Linked DNA regions of Mus musculus: all the other regions are linked to region 3. The links are chromatin contacts, called in public Micro-C maps. All regions are on one chromosome and are shown on one strand. Each heading gives the region's core, a stretch centred on a gene start, on an enhancer-like site or on the middle of the called end of the contact. The rest is flanking DNA. Distances are from core to core; before and after follow the strand shown. Region 1 holds the start of Msx1 (msh homeobox 1). Region 2 holds the start of Mnx1 (motor neuron and pancreas homeobox 1). Region 3 holds the start of Nkx1-1 (NK1 homeobox 1).

Evidence for each region. A called contact is a pair of places that touch in the nucleus more often than the background predicts.
Region 1: a Micro-C map of embryonic stem cells shows a contact between it and region 3, with 18 times the contacts expected there. The contact joins the promoter of Msx1 here to the promoter of Nkx1-1 in region 3. A contact is called at or near these places in 1 of 39 promoter capture datasets (embryonic stem cells), 7 of 484 Hi-C or Micro-C datasets (embryonic stem cells and stem cell-derived epiblast-like cells) and 1 of 115 datasets of contacts at active chromatin or transcription factors (embryonic stem cells).
Region 2: a contact with region 3 is called in a Micro-C map of embryonic stem cells, with 24 times the contacts expected there. The contact joins the promoter of Mnx1 here to the promoter of Nkx1-1 in region 3. A contact is called at or near these places in 2 of 39 promoter capture datasets (cranial neural crest and hippocampal neurons) and 4 of 484 Hi-C or Micro-C datasets (all in embryonic stem cells).

The regions. Positions count from the first base shown.
Region 1 is chr5:37,821,598-37,825,938 of GRCm38.p6, reverse strand. It overlaps Msx1 (msh homeobox 1), which reads left to right and starts at 1,354. Exons shown (of 2, transcript NM_010835.2): 1 at 1,354-2,074; 2 at 4,239-4,341. The coding sequence starts at 1,606. It overlaps Gm33993 (a long non-coding RNA gene), which reads right to left and starts at 184. Exons shown (of 6, transcript XR_868362.1): 1 at 53-184. It also overlaps Msx1os. RefSeq lists an enhancer at 1-270.
Region 2 is chr5:29,476,984-29,481,143 of GRCm38.p6, reverse strand. It overlaps Mnx1 (motor neuron and pancreas homeobox 1), which reads left to right and starts at 2,674. Exons shown (of 3, transcript NM_019944.2): 1 at 2,674-3,559. The coding sequence starts at 2,869.
Region 3 is chr5:33,431,253-33,435,560 of GRCm38.p6, reverse strand. Nkx1-1 (NK1 homeobox 1) reads left to right here and starts at 1,471. Exons shown (of 2, transcript NM_011320.1): 1 at 1,471-1,936; 2 at 3,971-4,308. The coding sequence starts at 1,471.

The DNA of each region.
Region 1 (4,341 bases), core at 105-2,604, 4.4 Mb before region 3:
GCCCAGTTAAAAGGCCAGGGAATTCGCTATCCCTCCGTGCTCGGATAATTACCCCTAAATGGCCACGGCAGCCCCTTGTGTTTCCTGGAGATTAGAGCCCGGCAGTCATCAATGCACAGTCCCGGTGAGCCGCCAATCACCTCCTCCACCTCCCCCGGAGCCGCGAGCCTGGGCCCTGGGATAAGAGGCCATATAAAGAAAAGCCCCCCCCCCCCCAACTCCCCAACAGCCTGTTCGAACCCAGTTTACAAGGTCTTCTGTGGTCCCCACTCCAACTTTCCTTCTTTTTGTATCAGTCAAACAAAACAAAACAAAACAAAACAAAACACGTTTCCTTCGAAATCGGGCAAACAAAACTTCTTAAGCCTTGCACCAAAGATATACCTCCAGGAACTGCTTATTTTTCCTACTGGCCCATCAAATGGGCCTCCACTCTGCACCAGCAGACAGACCCACAGTTAGTGAAGTGTGATTGTTTTTGAGGATTCATTGTCTGAGGTCATGTTGAGGCCAGATTGTTGGTGGGTTCTGTTGGTCTTATTTCGGTCTTCACCCAAGGCATCCAGTGGCTTCTTTGGCTAGTAGCAGTTCTCTGGTAGAGGTGTAACTTTCTGGAGAAAAAGTACGTATAGGGAGGGGGTACGTGTTTGCATGAGAACCAAACTCATTTCCCAGATCATGTTACTTGTTCCCGTACCCACAGAACCAACAGGACCTGTACTTTCTTTGATTAACTTTGTCCAGCCCTGGAGACAAAGGCCCATTTTTACTCCGAGGTAAATTTTTGAAGATTGGAAGACATAAGACACTTAGGGCGGCTTTTTTAAAAAAAGAAATTAGTATTATCCCTTGCTACTCTGACAAATAACTATGAACATTCAAAGCAAACACCAAAAGAAAAAAAAAATTGTAAGTGAATTGTGGTCGAGAAAGGGGGCCAGAAGAGGGAAAGGGGACAGAAAGAAATAGCACAGACCATAAGAGAAACTGTGGAAAGAAAGTAGTCTATGGAGAGGAACAGAAGAAGTGGGTAAAGGATGGTGGAGGACGACTGGCAGAAGAGAAGGACTAGTAAAGAAAAGTCCCTCTGGAACTTGGTAGAATCCACATCCAGGAGTGTGGGGGTCCAGCCGGACCGATGCCCACCTGACTTAGCTAGGCGGAAAAGCTCCCCAGGTACCTCCGGCTCTGTCCCGCCTGTGCGGGTCAGGCCCTTCCCCGAGCGCCCCCAGGCCGAGCGCGCCTCGGGGCACGAGCACAGCCCAATGGTTCTCTCCGGACCCGCCCCCTCGCGCTCTGATTGGCCGCTGCCACGCTGGCCTTGCCTTATTAACAAGTTCTCAGGGGAGCGGCGGCGGACCCGGAGCCGGCGAGTGCGCCTGGGAACTCGGCCTGAGCGGCGCAGGGATCCAGGCCCCGCTCGCTCGAGTTGGCCTTCTGGGGAAGCCGCAGGAGGCTCGCGCGCGAGAGCCGGCCGGGCCAGGAACCCAGGAGCTCGCAGAAGCCGGTCAGGAGCTCGCAGAAGCCGGTCGCGCTCCCAGCCTGCCCGAAACCCATGATCCAGGGCTGTCTCGAGCTGCGGCTGGAGGGGGGGTCCGGCTCTGCATGGCCCCGGCTGCTGCTATGACTTCTTTGCCACTCGGTGTCAAAGTGGAGGACTCCGCCTTCGCCAAGCCTGCTGGGGGAGGCGTTGGCCAAGCCCCCGGGGCTGCTGCGGCCACCGCAACCGCCATGGGCACAGATGAGGAGGGGGCCAAGCCCAAAGTGCCCGCTTCACTCCTGCCCTTCAGCGTGGAGGCCCTCATGGCCGATCACAGGAAGCCCGGGGCCAAGGAGAGCGTCCTGGTGGCCTCCGAAGGGGCTCAGGCAGCGGGTGGCTCGGTGCAGCACTTGGGCACCCGGCCCGGGTCTCTGGGCGCCCCGGATGCGCCCTCCTCGCCGCGGCCTCTCGGCCATTTCTCAGTCGGAGGACTCCTCAAGCTGCCAGAAGATGCTCTGGTGAAGGCCGAAAGCCCCGAGAAACTAGATCGGACCCCGTGGATGCAGAGTCCCCGCTTCTCCCCGCCCCCAGCCAGTAAGTAGCCAGCCCTGGATGGAGAGCGAAGGGGCCAAGAGGGGGTGTGGGGCCCGAGGGCGCCAGGCCGCGCGCCGGCGCCGGCTTGTCTCGGGCGTCGGCGTACCTGCAACTGGGTACCTGGAGGCCGTGCAGAGGTTGCGTTGGCGGGAAGACCGCCTTTGAGCCTCTTCCCACTCCCACCCAGGAAGAGAGTTAGAGGCCTAAAGCAGGCAAAGCTTAGTCCGCGCTCCTTGCCTTGGCTCAGTGCCTCCGAGCCTGTCACTTCACTTGTAGCGCGCGGGTGTCTGTGGACCTTCTTATTCTTCCGGTAGTCAGGACACCAGGGGTGCCCTGCTTCTCCACCTGACCCTAAACTCAGTTATTTTGCACCTCAACTTGGATGGGCGCAGCGGCCAGTACATCCTAGCTCTGCGGAGTTTCACTTTCTACTGGTAGACAGCCGTAACCTCGCGCTCCCCATTTAAAGAACCTCTCAAAGGGTTCCGGAGTTCTGCAAAACTCCTGCCCCACCGCGCATCTAATTTTAAGCAGAAACTTGGTGTTTTGGGCGGGTGGATGATTTAGCAAGAGGGGACGATCGCGGACTAGGGGGGATGGTGGTGGTGGTGGAGACAACAAGACAACCAAAAGAGCTCCCTATTAACCACTTTGCTATAGTGTCCGAATGTGTTGGACCAGGCTTTTGAAGCGGACCCAGCAGCCAGCGACGTGTTCCAGGATAGTCCTAGGTCCTTGCGGCCCTTAGGCTTCCTTTCCCCAGCGAACCCGCTCGAAGATATTTCAGGAGCACGGGAAATTCCCAAGTTTTCCTCGTTTCCTCCGATTATTTCGCCCTACATAATAGCGTTGCAAATTCAATGGCGTGATGCTGAGGAACGATTTTTATCTGGGGATTAAACGTCTTTGAAAAGACAGCCCCTCCCTGGGCCTAAAGCTTGAGGAAGGTGGCCCAGAGCCGGGCTGTTGCTGCTGACCAAAGTGACATTTCCCTATGAACCCACCCTTCTTTAGGGCGGCCTGGTGGAAAACGACTCTGGGGCCAACTTCCCGGACTTGCTATGGCCTGAGCTGGGAGAGAAGTGGGGATGCTAACTGGAGATTTCGTTTGACTTACATCCTGGTGGTCTGAGGGCCCAAAGGATTATTGTTTTATTAGAGCTTAAAAAAAAAAAAAGCATAGCTAGGCAAAACCCGAAGATGTTCTCAATAACTAAGTGGTGGGGAGCGTGTGGTTGAGGTTTGTTTTATTCTGTAATGGTTTTGTTAGGCATAGCAGGACTGAAACTCGGTCCCCTAACTAGGCCTGCCCAACAGTGACAGCACTCTATTGGAGATTTAAGCTTTACTCAGGAAACTGAAAGAAAGGGCAGGTGGACATAACCAGTTTCGTCAGACTGGGGACCCTGCCCCCCAACTCCCGATACACACTATGCTTGATGTGGTCCCAGGCGCTGAGGTTTGGAGAGGCTGTAGGGAAAACCGAGGGCAACTGAAATGGCAGATATCTACATAAACAGCCCCATACATATTTTAGAATTGTCACAGTGTGACTTCTTGGATGGCTCTCTAATTTGATTGGCCCTAGAGCCCAGGAGAAACATGTTGTTTGATAGAAAGTGTGGAGTTTCAAGATCCATTCTATGCGATGCAAAGGCCTAGCCCCAACGCGGTGCATTTGTCGGGCACAAATACAAGTGTATGTCTATGGTATGAAACCTGGGTGACTTTGGACTGGGCAAAGGGCCCCTGAGTGTTTTATGACCACCCCCTGCCCCCAGCCTTCATCTTTCCAATGTGAGAGGCGCAGAAGAGGCACCTGGTGGGGAAGGCTTGACTTTAAGGTAGGTTGGCACTGTCTCTGCTCAACTGTATTCCAGCGTTGAACATGCTTAGATTTCATCTAGCATTTTAGCAGGCAAGAGAAAATATTTCTCAAGTGCCTCACAGTGCCCAGCACAGACGCGTCTGAACGAAATTAATACCTGGAATGTTTTCGGTTCCTTAGTAAAACACCCCAGCAAGACTCTCTTTAACTCCTTGCTTTTTTTTTCCCCCTCTCCTGGCCCCCTAGGACGGCTGAGTCCCCCAGCATGCACCCTACGCAAGCACAAGACTCTCTTTAACTCCTTGCTTTTTTTTTCCCCCTCTCCTGGCCCCCTAGGACGGCTGAGTCCCCCAGCATGCACCCTACGCAAGCACAAGACCAACCGCAAGCCCAGGACGCCTTTCACCACAGCTCAGCTGCTGGCTCTGGAGCGCAAGTT
Region 2 (4,160 bases), core at 1,425-3,924, 4.0 Mb after region 3:
GCAGAATATATGATCATATTCAAGCCCTTTGACTTCAGAGTCTTTTTGGCCCAACCCCCACTTTGTCAAACAAAGAAATATATCCATCAAGTCTGATATGCAAATTTCCCCTTCGCTGAAGGGGCTCTTGATACAACCTCACTCAGCCCACAGGTGGTGGGGACTGGTGTGGGTTAGCCTGGTGGATGGTCAAACACCAGACGAAGTGGGAAGGGTTTGAAAGGGATTTAGAAGCTTTTGGATCACATCCCCTACACAACAAACAGGAAATGAATTCCTCTTCTCGGATGACTTTACTAAGGAAACCTGTGCCTAAACTCAGTAGACCTAATACTGTATCATCACCAAAAACAACCCTGGTTGTGTAGTTTAGAGATGATTCGGGTCCATGAGGTCCACCCCAGGAAAATCTCATCTGCAGCCACCCTTTTTTTCCTCCTTCTTCTCCTTTGTTTGTTTTGTTGTTGTTTTTTTCAAGACAGGGTATCTCTGTGTAGCATTTTTGGTTGCTGTCCTGGAACTGGCTCTGTAGACTAGGCTGGCCTAGAACTCACAGACCCCACCTGCCTCTGCCTCCTGAGTGCTGGGATTAGAGACTTGCCTCACCATGGTTAGGTTCTCTTTCTTCTTTGGGACTCTCATCTGGAAAAGGCCCATGGGCCTTAAACACAAGTTTCTGTAAATGCAATGGGGTCAAGACTGAATCCTGGGGATGGGGGTAGGGCATCCCAGCATCCTTACTTGCCTTAATTGGGCTTCCAAGATAGGAGAACTGGCAGGGAACCACTCATGGAACACAAGTGTTCCTTTAACCCTCTAAAAGGCAGAGCTGCATTTTCATCACCCCAAAGAGACAGCACCTAAAGACAAGAGCTATGTGCTTGTACTATTTTCAGACTAGCTGGAGGCCTTTGCAAAGCTGTGCACAACTTACTCCAAGATGTTCCCCGCTGGGTTCCAGATTTTCCAGCCAGGACCACCCTGTCATAATAAAAACTCCACTCAGCCGAGCATGGTGGCGCACACCTTTAATCCCAGCACTTGGGAGGCAGAGGCAGGAGGATTTCTGAGTTCGAGGCCAGCCTGGTCTACAGAGTGAGTTCCAAGACAGCCAGGGCTAGACAGAGAAACCCTGTCTCCAAAATCAAAAACAAAAACAAAACAAAAACAACAAAAACAAAAAACCTACTCACTCATCCCAACAGAATCACTGCGTTAAATCTCTCCTAAACAAAACTTGTTGACAGGGAAAATATAGTCCTTACTTATATTTATCGTTACCCCCCACCCCCAATCCCTCTTGAAACAGCTTTGCCTGCTACTTTTAAATTCACCCAACAAGGATTGTCCTAGCCTCCTGGCCTTCCCTGGGCCATTTCCGATCTTTTATTAACCTCTCACCTGGTTGGGAAGCCGCGATCCAGAGACCTGGAACTCCCTCCCACTTTCCCCTCGTGTTTGGGGAAGATACCCGAGAATGGAGCTAGCGAGAAAGCTTGATTTCTCAAACTACTTATTGATTCGTTACATTAAAAAAAAAAAGCCCCCGGAAGCGTGTTTACAGTAAATATTTGATATGTGCGCAGGCTGAGGTCTGGATTCACACTTTAATACGGTCTCTGGAAGCCCTTTCTTGATTTTCCTGAACTCGGCCGGCAGGAGGAGGCGAGAGCCTGATAGTGGCTCCCTTAGCCTGCGAACTGGCTCAGTCCGAGGGAGCAGTCCTCGGCCAATTCCCGCAAAGCCTTTTTCCTACACCCCCACAAGGCAAGGCTCTAATAGAACTTGGTTCTCACCTAGGTCCGGCTCAGTGGCACCTGTGCAAACGACCTTCAAGTCAATGTGCATCTCTGAGTTGGAAAACTGCTCTCTCTCCACTCTGACTGAAGATTTGTAGGCTTCAACCTCTAATACCGTATTTATACACACCGAAACCCTACAAACAAACATTTGCGGCGCATGATACTTTTGGGGGAGGGGCAGATAAGAAGGTTCGACCTGCTGAGGGTTAATGACAGGGACGCAAACCATCTTGAAGCAATCAACACTCAGGAACGCGAGAGATTTTGGGAAACCGAACAGTCTTCAGTGTACTAAGCTCAGGGTCCCGTTTTGGGTACCTAGTGGACTTCAGGGGTGAGGACCCACCTAGTTCCTCAGTGCAGAACATTCCACAACTCCCTCAAGGGAGCGCGAGTAGCTGGAGGAAGATAAGGCGTCCGCCTCTGGAGGAACAAGGTGTCAAAGGGACTCGGGGGGCACTCACTGGGACCCAGGGTTACTGGCGCTCACCACTCTCCCAGCAGCAAGGAAGCAGTAAGCTTGTGTTCAGCCTCCAAACTCTCCAACCTGCCTCCTCCGGCCACCTACGCTGTTCACCACCGGCTGCTTAGGACCTGGGGGCGCAGGGGCGGGGCGTCAGGCTAATTGGACCGTGACAGGTGAGCCCCTCGGCCAATCGCCGGGCAGACAGCCCTCCTCGGGCCCCCGCTGAGCGCGCCAATCCCAGACCGCCCTGAGCTTCAAGTGTGCGGAGGGGCGCGGGTCCCCACCAAGGCACCAGTGGCCTCGATGCGGTCGCTTGAGCTCTTGAGAGCAGAGAGCCGGTCTCCCCAACACAAACTCGCAGGAGCGCTCCGGTGGAAGTTCATACCAGTGAGTGGAGCGCGGTCCCCACGAGGACCGCAAAGAGGAGGCGCCTGGACGATGGTCGCTCTCAGCTGAGTTTCCGGCTGCGACTTTATTGGCAAAAAATCGCAGTAACAATACCGGCCCCAAGGCTGGCCACCGCCACGCTCAGTCTCCGTAAGCCCGCACACGACTGCATCGCCCACCCTTGGACCCTGATTGTCAGCTCCAATCGAGCCGATGGAAAAATCCAAAAATTTCCGCATCGACGCCCTGCTGGCCGTGGATCCCCCGCGAGCCGCCTCCACGCAGAGCGCGCCTCTGGCCTTGGTCACTTCCCTCGCGACTACAGTATCTGGTCCCGGCCGCGGCGGCAGCGGCGGCGGGGGGACCAGTAGCGGGGCGAGCCGTAGCTGCAGTCCCGCATCCTCGGAGGCCACTGCAGCGCCCGGTGACCGGCTGAGAGCTGAGAGCCCGTCGCCCCCACGCTTGCTGGCTGCACACTGCGCGCTGCTGCCCAAGCCCGGATTCCTGGGCGCCGGAGGAGGCGGCGGCGCGGCGGGTGGGCCGGGCACTCCCCACCACCACGCGCACCCTGGTGCAGCAGCCGCCGCGGCTGCCGCTGCCGCTGCCGCGGCTGCCGGTGGCCTGGCACTGGGGCTGCACCCGGGGGGCGCACAGGGCGGCGCGGGCCTCCCTGCACAGGCGGCTCTCTATGGACACCCGGTCTACAGTTATTCGGCAGCAGCTGCAGCGGCCGCGCTAGCTGGCCAGCACCCGGCGCTTTCCTACTCATACCCTCAGGTGCAGGGCGCGCACCCTGCGCACCCTGCCGACCCCATCAAGCTGGGTGCCAGCACCTTCCAACTGGACCAGTGGCTGCGCGCGTCTACTGCGGGCATGATCCTGCCCAAGATGCCGGACTTCAGCTGTGAGTACCTGCGCCGCACCCGGACAGTTCTCACGCGCATCCTCCTCTCTCGCACCCCCTTCCTTTTGCTCTCACCTCCTAGCGAGCTGTGGAAGAGCATCGAAGCCTCTGTGGCTCATTCCTGGGCCTGTGAGGCCTCTCGTGGGCCGCACAGAATGAAAGGAGCCTCAAATTATTAAGATGGCCACAAGCAGGCCTTGGCCTCTCTATCTCTCTTAACAGACAGGGGAGGTTGGAGGTGTGAGGCTAAAACCTAAAGAATAACCTGCAAGCTGGACAAGGAAGTGCGCGGAAAGGCTAGCCTCGATTAGGGCAGGTTTTGGGGGTCGCTGAAACCGGGGACTTATCTTGAGAAAATGAACTTTGTCAGAGGTTCCATTATAGGCTATGAAGAGACACATCACTGGGTCCAGAAGTAGCTCTTCCGTGGCCCTTGTAAGGACTCTGCCTTCCTTTGAAGGGCAAGACATTTGCATGTCTCTGTCTCTCTGTCTGTCTCTGTCTGTCTCTGTCTCTGTCTCTGTCTCTGTCTCTCTCTCTCTCTCTGTGTGTGTGTGTGTGTGTGTGTGTGTGTGTGTGTGTGTTGGTGAGGGTGGGCGTC
Region 3 (4,308 bases), core at 222-2,721:
TCTGCTTCCGAAGGATCATTGCCCGCGGTAATTGCAAAGGACCGTCCTTGTGCAGAGCAGGCTCTCGGGACCGTAGTGGGAGGAGGAATGCATACCCGCTGGAGCACACGTCGTAGGCGCACACACTCACACTCTGGGCACGCCAGTTCCATCGCCGGGTCCCACCTGGGTCCTTCAGAGGCGGGTCAGCTCATTGGCCTGAGCGAGAGGAGGAGGAAAACTAGGAAGCGAAGCATCGGCTACCTGACCCTCATCCTCCAAAGCCGGGCTCGACCTTCCGAGGTCGTCCGCCGAGACTGTCCTGTAAATCTCCAGACTGGACAAGACGGTGCACAAACGCTCAGGCCTCAAACGGCCCTTCTGATTTGTTAGGGATGGGGAAGAGGACAGTTTCCGTATTATTTCTGGAAGAAACACATATTTTCCCGTTACATGAAGGGTATCGATCTTTATGTAGGCCACCTGCTATTTGTGCGATTTTTCGGTCACCCTTTGGGGGGGGGGCGGGGACTAGGACGGCCGTCTAGCCCTACTCATTTCGATTCCACTTCTAATGAGCGTCACTCGCGGGCGCCAGCCCCGCCTCTTGCGGGGGATTTCGAGTCGTCCCTAATTTGATCCAGCCAAGGGGGCGGGAGTCAAAGCCAGTGAGGATGGAGGGACAGAGATTCTGACCAGATTGCTCCAGACGCGGAAAAACAGCAATCGAGGGCAGCGGAAACCGAAACTCTGGGAACACGCCCCACAAGGGGCTGAAGACCCTGGAGAGACTCAGAACCCGCAAGAACCCCTCTCTCCCTTTCCGTCCTAGCAGCGGAAGGCGCGAGAGCCCCTGGTGCCAGGATAGCCCAGAACCCCGCGTGCCACGGCAGCAGGAGAGACCTGCCTTAGCGGTACCCTGAGCTGGGATGTCCAGGCCAACTCGGGGCGCGTGGGTTCCCACGTCCTGGGGCCTCTGCAGCCCTCCACAGCCAACTGATCCCGCAATTATTTAAAAGGCGACTGTCTCCTCCCCCTTCGCCAAGGAGGCGGGCACGCAGTTTCCAGCCCCGCGGAGGCGCAGCGGCACGGTGCTGAGCACCCCAGCCTCCAGTGGACTGTGCTCTGGCTCCGGGCAGGGCGTCTGTCTGTCCGTCTCTGCGGCTCAGTCCGTGAGTCCCGTACCGGGCCCGCCTACTCCGCTTGGGACCGTTCGCAGCCAATTAGGCGTGAGCGCTAACGAGGGAAGCGGAACCCTGCGGCCGCCTGCGGGCGCACGTGTGTGCGGCGTGTGGGCGCGTGGGCGCCTCCGGCGGGGCCGCCATAAATGCACTGGCCCGGCGCGGCGGGCGCCTGAAGCGGTGGCGGAGGCAAGGCCAGGCAGCACCAGCAGAGCGGGAACAGCTGGGCTGAGGCTGATTTTGCGGGGCGCAGGGATGGGATCCCAGTAGGTAGCGGGGGCCCGAGCCGCCTGAGCGGCCCGAGGCCCGCATGAGTACCAGCGGCCCGGCGGCACCCGGGGACGTCCCCGCGCTGCCACCGCCACCGCCCGGGCCCGGCTCGGGGCCCGCACCGCCGGCTCCTGCGGCTACAGCTCGGGACACTATGGACGGACGAGCTGAGCTGCCCATCTTTCCCCGGGCTGGAGTGCCACCGCTCGCGGCCAGCGACACTGTTCCCGCGGTGCCAGAGGGGGCTGGAGCGGCCCGGCCCGCCGCGCCCCCGCGCCCCACCTCCTTCTCCGTGTTGGACATCCTAGATCCCAACAAGTTCAACAGTAGGAGACGCCGCTGCGTGCTACTGGGCCCTGTGGTGCCCGCTACGTGTGCCCCATGCGCCCCGGCCGCGTGCGTCGCGGTCCCCGCTGCCTCCGGACGTTCGCCGCGCGCAGAGCTAGAACGCCGAGCCCTCTCCGCCGCCACAGGAGTCGCAGCGGCCGCGGGAGCTGAGCCTACAAGTGAGTATAAGGGGTTGGTGATAGGGGCGAGGACACCGACTGCTCCGGAATGTTTATGCTCCCGGCGAGCTGGGCCTGACCCAAGCGCCGCCGGGCTCTGTGGAAAGTTCGCAGAGCGCGGGGTCCGCCCCAAGCATCCGTGGCCTCCTCCCGACCCGGACTCTAGGGCCCTCACTGCTGCACGCTTCTGGAAAGGTTCTGTTGGGCCAAATCTGGGGCCTTGGGGTTGCGACTACGGTCCAGGATTCATCTAGTCAATCTTTGGTGTTGGAGGGTAGTTGGTGCTGGAGGCAAAGGGACATGCGGCGACTGACTTGGTGACTTACCCACCCCCACCGTGGCCTTCCCGGCCCTCCCCCTTTGGACAAATCAGACTAATTGTGACAAAACGCTGGTTATCTCTGGAAAAACAATTAAATCCCTTCGATTACAGTTAAAGGGAAATGTGCTTAGCGGCGGAAAGCGGCCGGTAATGGGGCGGCCCGCGCCCCCTTTGCGGTCGATATCCCATTACGGCGCATGCATATCTCTTTCAAGCACCTTGCAAACTCCCCCCGAACATCTAAATTATAGGGTCAAAATTCGGATAATTACTCGATTAAAACCTATTACACTTATTAGGGGCCGCTATTGATCGCGAATTGCATTCGACCAGCTCCTGATTGCTTTTTGTGCCCCTCCCCCGTCCTCCTCTAACTTCTTGGCCCCTGCGCCTCTCATGGACCAGAACGCTCAGGGAGAACTGGACTGGGGCCGCCAGCTCTACCAACGCGGTTGCATTGACCTTCCGTTCCTAGAGAGAGGAAGGGCAGGCCATGCAGGCTGCAGTTGGACCCCTCTCTCCGCCAAGGGGTTGGTCTACGAGGAACTCGCGGCTGCCTGCTGGAGCTGTGTAGGGAGGGAGCGAGCGCTGCACAGTTGGGAGAGGGCAGCCAGGCAGGGCTGGGGCAGGGATGACTGGCTACGTGTCGCCTGAGGGAATAGTTGTCCTGCTAAGACCTGGGAGTTGAGGACAGGACACCCGCACTCTTCATGCGACCTGGGTCATTTGAGCTGGGTTATTTTCGAGTTGCGATTTTATGCTCCAGTATGTCAGCGTCAACTCGATCTGAGAGCTGAACACCGGCCCTGGGTCGGAAAACGTGGAGGCCTCCTCTGGCATTTAAAGACCACCTGTGGGTGAGGGGCATGAAAGGTCCTCAGATTCCTGCAGAGCAGACAGACAGCCTTGCAAAATTTCAGAGGCAAAATGCAGTCATGGCGGCAGCATCTCTCTGGATGCAGCGGGATTAGCGCTCATACTCCCTCCCAGGGCCCTGCTTAGAGGTTCACAATACGCTTTCCCAGCCTCCAAACTCAACCAGCCCACGGGAAGCTGGAGCCCGCTTAAGACAGAGTCGCTGGGGAGCTGGTTGGTGGGCCCCAGAGGTCCGCAGGGAAGTCAGCACTTTGCGACGCCTAGTTTTCAGGGCCTGAAGCCTGAGGTAGGGACAGCTCCCAGACGACCGATTTTGGTTTTCAGAAGTGGCCTCCTCACAGCCGGCCGACCCCACCCCAGGCCTCGCGCCCCTCCAGCTATTAACTGTGCGGTAATTGGCTGGCCCCGCGCCCGCTGTAATTGGAAGGTAATATACGCCCAAATAAATTAAATGGACTTTAACTAGTTTGTACATTACACAAAATGAGTTTAATTAAGTTTGTATCTGCCCCGTGAATCGATCGGAGCTCTTTCTCCGCTGTACACTCCGAGGGCCGCCCGCGCACCGCAGCCCTAAAGGCCAAGGCCAGGACTGCGGATGGGGCAGCAAAGCAGCTCGACACGGAGTGGGTCCTTCCGAAGGAAGGCAGAGAGGAAATGCAAGCAATCAAGGAGGAACTGTGGCAAGGAGGAAGAAAAAGAAAATCTTTGGTGAGGGGGCAAACGAGGAAGAGGAGAAACACAACAGTTAAAAGAGAATCTCTCCTGGGGCGGAGCGGGCAGGGCGGCTGGCAGCGGGCCTGACCCTCTGTTCTCTTCCTTTTCGCCGCCCGCAGGTGCTGGGGACTCTTACAGGGCGGACGAGGCCGAGGCCAACGGCTACAGCAGCGGCAGCGGTCGCAGCCCGACCGCGGACAGCGAGGATGAAGCGCCGGAGGACGAGGACGAGGAAGAAGCGCCCGAGGTGCAGGATGCTCAGGGCACGGAGGAGCCTCGGGGAGGCAGCGGCGGTCTCGGGGCCCGCGGGTCGGGCTGCCCCGGAGCGGCCGAGGTCGAGGCTTCCCCTGTGGACGATACTGCGGCCCCAGGGCCCCGTGGGAACTCGCCCGGAGCCCCGGGCCCGCCTGCAACTGCTACGGGAGCGGGGAGCGCGGGGAGTACCCCGCAGGGCGCC